Linked DNA regions of Mus musculus: region 1 is linked to region 2. Evidence: chromatin contacts called from public promoter capture Hi-C data. All regions are on one chromosome and are shown on one strand. The core of a region is the stretch at or near the end of the contact, and the rest is flanking DNA. Distances in the headings are between cores, read along the strand shown. Region 1 holds the start of Smc2 (structural maintenance of chromosomes 2). Region 2 holds the start of Tex10 (testis expressed gene 10).

Evidence for each region. Promoter capture Hi-C pulls out the DNA fragments that hold promoters and counts their contacts.
Region 1: a contact with region 2 is called in a promoter capture Hi-C map of pre-B cells, with 3 times the contacts expected there. The contact joins the promoter of Smc2 here to the promoter of Tex10 in region 2. A contact is called at or near these places in 2 of 39 promoter capture datasets (cranial neural crest and pre-B cells) and 2 of 484 Hi-C or Micro-C datasets (both in embryonic stem cells).

Annotation. Positions count from the first base shown.
Region 1 is chr4:52,436,767-52,441,345 of GRCm38.p6, forward strand. Smc2 (structural maintenance of chromosomes 2) reads left to right here and starts at 2,455. Exons shown (of 25, transcript NM_001301412.1): 1 at 2,455-2,644; 2 at 3,435-3,657. The coding sequence starts at 3,490. It overlaps Smc2os (structural maintenance of chromosomes 2, opposite strand), which reads right to left and starts at 2,198. Exons shown (of 2, transcript NR_045175.1): 1 at 1,886-2,198.
Region 2 is chr4:48,472,175-48,476,607 of GRCm38.p6, forward strand. Tex10 (testis expressed gene 10) reads right to left here and starts at 1,289. Exons shown (of 15, transcript NM_001355740.1): 1 at 1,092-1,289.

The DNA of each region.
Region 1 (4,579 bases), core at 1,205-3,704, 4.0 Mb after region 2:
ACTACTAAAAATGAAAAAAAAGAGAAATATCAAAAAACAAAACCCAAAACTACTTAGAAAGAAAGAGATTAGCATCACAGAAAAGGTATAGACAATAACGGAGGGGTGATATGAGCAAAGGAGACATACTCTACATATAGAAATATGTCATAATGAAACCTATCATTTTATATAATGAGTACAGCATAATAAAAGAGTACACTTAAATACTTAAGTACCTGTACATTTTTATCCATTTGTCTTAAGGATATCATCTAGCTATTCGTCTATTAAGGTAGCCAACATACTAATGATGTCTGTCTTAATATCTGTCTTAAATTTTTATCCCCCAAGCAAGTAATAAAATTTGTGAAAATCCATGTTAGATTTGTCTAAAAATCAAAATTCCTTATTCATAAAAAAGTGATCAAAGGAATATAGCAGAGCTGAAGGTGAAAATGTATAATTCAACAGAGCCAACATAAATAAGTCAAGTCATTGGAGTTCAAGAGTAGTAGGAATTACACCAGACAAAATATCTTTATTAAAGTGGTGTTAGCTAATTTCACAGACAAATAGGCTGATACCACAGGAAGGCAGGTAGCATACTATTATAGATACTGTACTGTTTCTTTTTTGTTTCTTTGTTTTTCGAGGCAGGGTTTCTCTGTATAGCCCTGGCTGTCCTGGAACTCACTCTGTAGACCAGGATGGCCTCGAACTCAAAAATCCGCCTGCCTCTGCCTCCCAAGTGCTGGGATTAAAGGCGCGCGCCACCACTGCCAGGCAGTCTGGCACTTTTTACTTGAGAACCTGCTGCCAATGCTTGCCTAGGAAGTTCTCAGGTTCAGGAAGGCGATCTTCACTTTCCTCCCTGTCTACCACTGTAAATTTCAGCATGCACAGGACCTGCAGTTCTAAGCCAGTATTGAGAGGGAAAATAGAAACAATCCTCCATCCTAACCCAGAAGCTATATCCAATTGATAACTGCTGCAGAGCAAATCATTTTTCCAGTGATGTCTGGGTGTACAAACCATATTTAAGGGTAGTCCCTCCCGATGCCTAGCAATAGATGGCCAACATAAAACGAACTTAATGGTATTTTTAGAGGGTTTTTGTCTCACACTGCTTTGTCTGAACATTTCCATTTAATATTAAAAATCTTTTGTTTATTATGTATTATGGTTTCTGCTTTTGTTTTTATGTTTTGTGTGTATATCTCTGTGTGAATGTGTCTCATTGTGTCTCTAATGCTCTTTCTTTGGCTTTTTTCCCCCTCCTGTTTATTTGGTCCTTCTGTTTTTAAAATCTTATTTTATCATCATCATTTTAGATGTCTGTTTATATTCTTATGAGAAAGAGAAAAGAAAATGTGTGGATTTGGGTGAGTGTGGAAATGGAGGAGGTTCTAGGAGAGGTTGGGGCGGAGAAAACTAATCGGAATATACGGTAGGAAAAAAAATAAATTTTCAATAAAAAAAACAAAGCTAAGCCCTTCTCTTAGTATTGATGCTTAAATATAAATAATCCCAACACCATTTTTTTTTTAAATTACATAGTTGATGGGGATCAGCTCTAACTAGCAATGTAAAATTAGCAGTTGTAGATAATAAGTTTAGGAGTACACACTCTGTAGTTAGGCAGCCTGGAACAAAAATCTCTCTTCACTTATAAGTCGTTTAACCCAGTGATTCAATAAACTCGTCTGTACAAAAGGAAACACTAGGGTTCCACGTTTGTTGAGGAAATTCTTGACAGCCTTTGAAACACAGCTACCCGATCTACAGAACTCTGTAAATACAAACTGTTATTAAGAAGCTTCAGCAACATTTCGTGAACCGGTACGTCAGCCACTGCTTATCATTAAACAGGTTTTCGGCATAAAAAAAAAAAAAAAAATCTTACAGCCGTTTGCCTAGCATCTTCCACCAAACTCCACATACTGCAGGCCTACAGTCCCCTCCGGAAACTGGAACTGGTTTTGGTTTGTGTTTTCAAAGCCAGTGCCTTTCTCTTCAATTAGTAGAAAATGAAGCCTCAGAGGACTTTTCTCACTAGTGTTGGTTTCCACCCTGTAATATCCTCGAAGGGTCCCGGGACCCCCGGCCCGCCCCCGCCCCGGCCCGCCCCGGCCGCGCCCCGCAGCAAAGAGCGTAGACCGGGAGGGGGCGGAGCCTGCGGACAGAAGCCAAGGCTCCGACCGATAGCCTGAAAGGGCCAGAAAGAGGGCGGGGCCGGCAACGCGCGAGGCCCAGACCTGGAAGAGGTGCTGCCCAGAGCATGCCTGACGCGATGTCAGCACGACCTATCTTCATTTTCGCTTTCCATGTTCAAAACGGTATAGTCTCCTACCTTCCAATATTAAAACTATTATTTATTGTCGCTATGTCGTTTCTGTGTTTTTCCTTAGGGCAAAAGAGGAAGCGCTTCAGTCAGGCAGATACTAGGCACCAACAGAGCGCAGACGCCTCGGAGTTGGGGTCCTTTGCTCGCGCCGAAATTCAAAGGAACAGTTCCGGCACGGTTGTTGGCTGCAGCGGATGCGGTGCCCGGGATGGTGGCGTTCGCCCGGTAGCGCCTGAGTACAGGTCGGGTGGCCTCACTGTCCACTTTCGCGTCGGGTTGGAACTTTGCTGGTTCCCCTGGCCAGCCGCTTTGTGGCGGGTGCGTAGTGCTGCTCTTGGCCCGGCCTGGTGTCCAGGCGGGAGATGAGGCACAGGGGTGGGCAAGATTCTCAAGGAGGGACTTGAAGCGAGAATTAGAGATGTTGACTGTTGTTCATCCGTAAGGTGAATCGAGAAAGGCTTGGGCAAGCGAGAGAACACGGAATTTTAAAACGAGGCAGTAGAATGGATTCACTTCGCCCTTAAGGTTCACTAACTACCCGGGTTCTGAGAGTCGAGTGTAAACAGAGTTAAGGTCGTATGTAGGCAAAAAAGCACAACGGGACCGAGAATGAGTTGGAAAGACGGTGCCGACTGATGTCATCTTTTACTGCTGTGGAGGAAAAAGGAAGGAGAGGATGGGTGTGCGTGCTATTAGGGAGATCCATGAAGGACTCCTGTAAGATGTATGCTAAGTGGTGTGCAGTAAAGAGTATTCAGTCCAGTGTCGTCTGTGGCAAGGATAATGAAATGGGAAATAATTAGTAGTCTCTGTTAACTACAGTATTGTAGTGCAACACGAACCTAGGAAAGTGGACAGTAATGATAAAGATGATTTTTAGGTTAAATGGTTTAACTTACCGGCATTGGCTAACGGTTGGATGTTTTAAAATCTGAGCCAGCTGTTTTTAGGAGAAAAAGTAGTTTGGCAGGTGTATTTTTTCTTTTCTTTTCTTTTCTTTTTTTTTTTTTTTTTTTTTACTTTACGTTATTGTGTATCCTGTCGTATTTACTATGATTTGAGGGTTTTTAACATTCTACATAAATGATCTTATTTCTGTTTTATACAGACGTGACTTGTAGCTTGTTGCCTAACAGGCTTACTAACCCAAGACAGTTTAGAAAATGTATGTTAAATCAATCATTCTCGAAGGATTCAAGTCCTATGCACAGAGGACTGAAGTCAATGGTTTTGACCCCCTCTTCAATGCGATCACTGGTTTAAATGGTAGTGGAAAATCCAACATATTGGACTCCATATGCTTTCTCCTAGGCATCTCCAACCTGTCCCAGGTAAAGTGTCAGCTTTTCTGACTTATGTGTTGGCAAGAGAATCTGTTAATCTGTGGAGACTTTGGGTTTTCTTTCTTTGCATGTTTGTACTTCATGTGTTTTGTTTGTACTTCATGTGAGTTATGTTGTGTTGCAGTGCAGCCGTTTAAGCAAATACTATTACTGTTTCATCCTGTAGACAGACGAAAAGATACATACAGAGGCCTTGCCTGAGGTTTGTCCTCCTAAGCTGTTGGGAGTAACACCCATACCAGCATACCAGCACTGTTATATTGGGTAGTCTCTGTTCTCAGTCCATACCTGCTCTTTTTTTTTTTTTTTTTTTTTTTTAGTTTCCCACATTTCTTTTTTTTTTTTTTTTTAATTTTTTATTAGGTATTTTCCTCACTTACATTTCCAATGCTATCCCAAAAGTCCCCCATACCCACCCCCCAACTCCCTTACCTACTCACTCCCCCTTTTTGGCCCTGGCGTTCCCCTTTACTGGGGCATATAAAGTTTGCAAGTCCAATGGGCCTCTCTTTCCAGTGATGGCCGACTAGGCTATCTTTTGATACATATGCAGCTAGAGTCAAGAGCTCCGGGGTACTGGTTAGTTCATATTGTTGTTCCACCTATAGGGTTGCAGACCCCTTTAGCTCCTTGGGTACTTTCTCTAGCTCCTCCATTGGGAGCCTTGTGATCCATCCAATAGTGAGCATCCACTTCTGTGTTTGCTAGGCCCCAGCATAGTCTGGGTCCTTTCAGCAAAATCTTGCTAGTGTGTGCAATGGTGTCAGCGTTTGGAAGCTGATTATGGGATGGATCCATGGATATGGCAGTCTCTAGATAGTCCATCCTTTCGTCACAGCTCCAAACTTTGCTTTGTCTCTGTAACTCCTTCCATGGGTGTTTTGTTCCCATTTCTAAGAAGGGGCAAAGT
Region 2 (4,433 bases), core at 39-2,538:
ACGGTTCACAAGAAAGAAAAATTGACCCTGTGACATCTTGCATTATCCTCTAGGCACTCTTTCACGTGTGATGATGGGTCGGTCGGTCTGTCTCTAGCAATCTACATCAGACCTCATTCTCAGTAAGTTGTGCCGTATCACTTCAAGTACACTCTCATCAGTCTGCTAGGAAAATTATGAGGGCTAATAACTTTTAAATCTCGACAATTATTTACAGAAACATACTGACAATTTTTTTCCCACTAGGAACTTGGTTAAAGTTCCATTAGATGCTGCTATTATTTCCATTTAAAGATTTTCGTAACACTGGAAGTCAAATAGCTCTACTAGACTAGACCACTTTTACAGCAGTAGATAGTACAAGGAAGCTAACTCCAGCCTCGGAGCCTGAGCTCTCACTGGACTTGATCACCTTTTTGGTAAGCTTGAAAACTCACATACACATACACATACACATACACATGCCTGCTGCAGGTCAGTCTTAATGCTAACCTGAGCGGAAGAAAGACTGCAACTTAAGCAGACTCCCAAGTAGTTTGCCCTGCGGCCAGCCCATTACCTTTCCTCCTTATTTCCAACTATTCCCGCTCTCCAAAAGAAAGGAAGAAATCAAGGAGAGAAAGTAAGCATTGCAGCAGTTGGCCTACGGTGATTCTCTCCAACCCTTCGCGTCTCCAAAGTTCCCCAAATTCGAGGGGGCAGAAAGAGAGGGTCCTCCGTCAAGGGGAGGGGGAGGAGGGCAGCGATCAGATCCGCCCGCCCGTTTTCGAGCTCGCACACCAAAAATGGAAACTCCGTTTGTCTTTTTTTTTTTTTTTCCCAAAGAAAAACCATGGTTCCTATACCTCAGTGGACGTCGAGTGGAGTCTCTGGCCCGACCCCCACACGCCGGCCTAACACCCGCCGAGCCTCCGAATCGGACCGCGGCCGCTTGAGGCGTTTCGGAAGCCCCTCGGCCGGCTCTCACGCTCGGGGTGGGGGGACAGCTAGGACCCCGGCCGCCCTACCCGCCGCCACAGTCCGTCCCTCCGCCTGGGCCTCGCGTGTCCGCGCCCCAGAAGAGCCGTGCAGGACAGACAGACGCCGCTCACCTGAGAGCCCGGACGGACCCGGAACGCGGAGACGCGGCGGAGAGCGAGCGACCGTCAAGCCCCGCAGGAGCACGCCGTGAACCGCCGGCCGCAGGCTTTCCGCTCGCTCCCAGAGCGTGTTTTCAAATCGCCTCGTCCTCACGCGGACGCGTCTCCTTCCGCCGCCCGGAAGTGGGGGCCCTCCCTCGCCGCGCTCACGTGACCGCAGGTCGCAATCGCGCGCAGCCGGAGGGCGGGTCCAGATTTGCACGCCACGCCCCCTCTAAGAGGGGCTGCGCCGGAAGCTGGAGGAAAGAGAGGAGGGTCTAGGGTCCAGCAAGCCGAGTCAGGTCTTCCAGCATCCTTGGCTTGGAGGATGTTGGCTGGTTACAGCTTGAAAGGCGGTCTTCTCCCCCCAAGGACTTCAGTTCTTCAAACCTGGAGCTAGAGAAAAGTATAAACTGAGCTTAATTGAGGAAGGAAAAAGTTTCGGACAGCAAAGATAGCATTTCTGGGAAGGGTAACCTGGACTAAAGGCAAATAGACAAATGCTAAGAGGTTACAAACTATACCTTGTGGCAGAGTCCCGGAAACCTAGGACAGGGTTTTCCCCAATTCAACATTTTCAGCATATAATTAACTTCTACTAATCAAAGTAAGTGGATTTAGAGAAATTTGAGACATTAAAATGCCTACAAAGAAGATGTGAAGAAAGAAATCTTGAAAACAAAACCATCTAAAGATTGACTTAGCCACATATAAGGAAAAGCATACAGATAGAGTGTCAGCCTAGAGTCAAATTTGTCTTTGCAGCTTCCTACATATAAGAACTAGAAAAGCCTAATACCTTATATTGAGGTTCAATATACGAAGTAGGGATAAAACGATAATAACTAAATTCAGGAGACCCAAGCATCAGAATTAAGGTCACACCTCCTCTGTGTTAATGAATAAAGAATAAAGCCAAAAAGCCACCACACAGACAACCTCCCCTCCCCCACCGCACCTGCCTTGGGAGTTGATGACATTATATGTAAAACTATAAAATAAAAAAAAAATTATAAAGGCTTATGCCACCTAGATATGCCCCCTAAACTCCAAAATGCTACCAGCTTATTCAGAACTTCTCCCTTCAGCTTTGCAATGTATATCTATCTCAGTATCAACAAGGACTAAAAGATAACTCTGCACATCCATTCTGAAATATTTTCCTACAACCTCTTCACCTTAAATAGCATCCCATCCTGCCAGTTACTCAAGCCAAACCTTAAAAGCTGGCATCTTTCTGAGACCATGTGGCTTCTAACCCAGGAGAAAAACCAGCTGGCTCTGACTTCCACTATTAATCACCATCTCCCTGGCTACCTTCAAGGTCCACATCACCCCGATCAGAGGAAAGAGCCGGGAACACATTTCTCTCCATCTTAGACCCCATACAGTCTAACATTTGCAGAGCAGTTCTCGGAATATTTTTTTATATATGGCAAAGCATGTCACTATAAAACTCTTCGGTGGTTCCCCATGTCACTTACCCCCCCAAATCTAGAGTCCTTCTGATGGCCTCAAATCCTACCATATTGGAACAGTCCTTTGCAGTCCTCTGAGCACTGTTTTGCTATGTTCCCTTTTCTCTCTGTTCCTGTGACCTTCACTTCTTTGCTCTCCTTAAATACAAGAGACGTGTACCCCTTTATCTTTCTAGTTAGACCTTTTCTTTATATTCCTATCTGCCTGAAGTACACAACCCAGTAAATCCACTGGACAAATTTCCCTCACTTGAATTTGCTCAAACATCTTCTACCTTCAAGGTATGCCTATCCTGGTGGCCTGAATTAAAAATCATAACATATTGTCCTACATATAGACATTTCCTTCCTCTGCTCAACATTTTTCTTTCTTAGGGTGTACCACCTTCTAATGTACTGTATAATTTACATACCGCTTACTACCTGTCCCCCTCACTCACCACTAAAATATATGTTTCATGTTGCACCTCTGTTTGGTTCAGTCTATATCCTAAATACCTAAAATAGTGTATGGAGCATAGTAGGCCCACAATAAATATCAACAAAACACATGCTATTTGGTAATGTTCAGCCATAGTTCTTTTGTTTCCTATTTTGGTGTAGAACAGAGATTATAGACTCAGAGAAAAGCAGGCCTGGTGGCTTTGTGTGTGGCTAATATAAATATTAATGGTGTGGGAAAAAAAAAAAGCAGTCACTTTCGAACAATGGGCAATATTTACCCTGAAGGAATGCAGAGCAAAATTAAACCCCCAGAAATGTTTATAAGAAATCTAGTCTTTAAATATGGGTAGTGTTCTTTGGATTTGAAGTTGGTCCCCAGCTAACCACACCATTGAGAGGTGATTGACGCTAACTCCATGGATGATTTAATTAGCTTACCATTGATAAGTTCAGACTGAATAAGCAATAAGAAGTAGTTTTGGTTAGAAGGAAAGGCTGGTGGGGGTGAAGCGCTCCTGGCCCTTTTGAGTATGCCTCTCTCTCTCTCTCTCTCTCTCTCTCTCTCTCTCTCTCCTTCTCGGCCACTTCAAAGTGAGCCTGTCTTTTCTAGGTGCCACAGGGCCAAACCAGCAAAGCCGGTTGGCCATGAAGTGAACCCTATGAAACCATGAACCAGAGTGAATCTTTCCTCTTTTAAATTGTTTATCTCAGGTGGTTTTTGTCAGAGCCATAAAAAGTGACTGACACAATTGCCAAACAGATAACATTCCCCCTGAGTTTTAAAACTGTGTGTGCCAACAAAACAGTTATGAACAGGCTGCTAGTTTATTGTCTCTACTCTAAAACATGAAAACTGTGAGCATAAAGACTGGACTTCTCAACTTGTAAGTGACAAATTCTACAATTACAAGGAATATCTACTTAGAGATCTTTGTTACATAACAATACTAATTAGCAAGATTTCTTGACCTAGGCCAGAAAAGCACTGTTTACAGTAAACAGGCATTCTAGAATGTAAAGAGGAGTGTATTCCTAACACTCGCTAATTGGCCACACAAGTGTTCATTTCTTTGGCCCTTACAAAACCAATTGGCTAAAATAATAGAAATACATTGGCCTTCAGTTCTGGAGACTGGAGTCACTAGAAATCAAGACATCAACAATGTTGATTGCTCTTCAGACTAAGAGAGAGAATCTGCCCTATTCCACTCCTTGCTCCTGGAAGCCTTAGATATTCATTGCAGATCCTATTCTCTGTATTGTGCACATCGACTACCCTGTAGGTATGCCTCTGTGTGTATGTGTTCAAGCTTCCTACTTTCATAAATAATGCAAACTAAGGGGTCTTTGAAATGAGACAGCCTGAGGGTCTTGATCAGGTTTGTATTCAGGC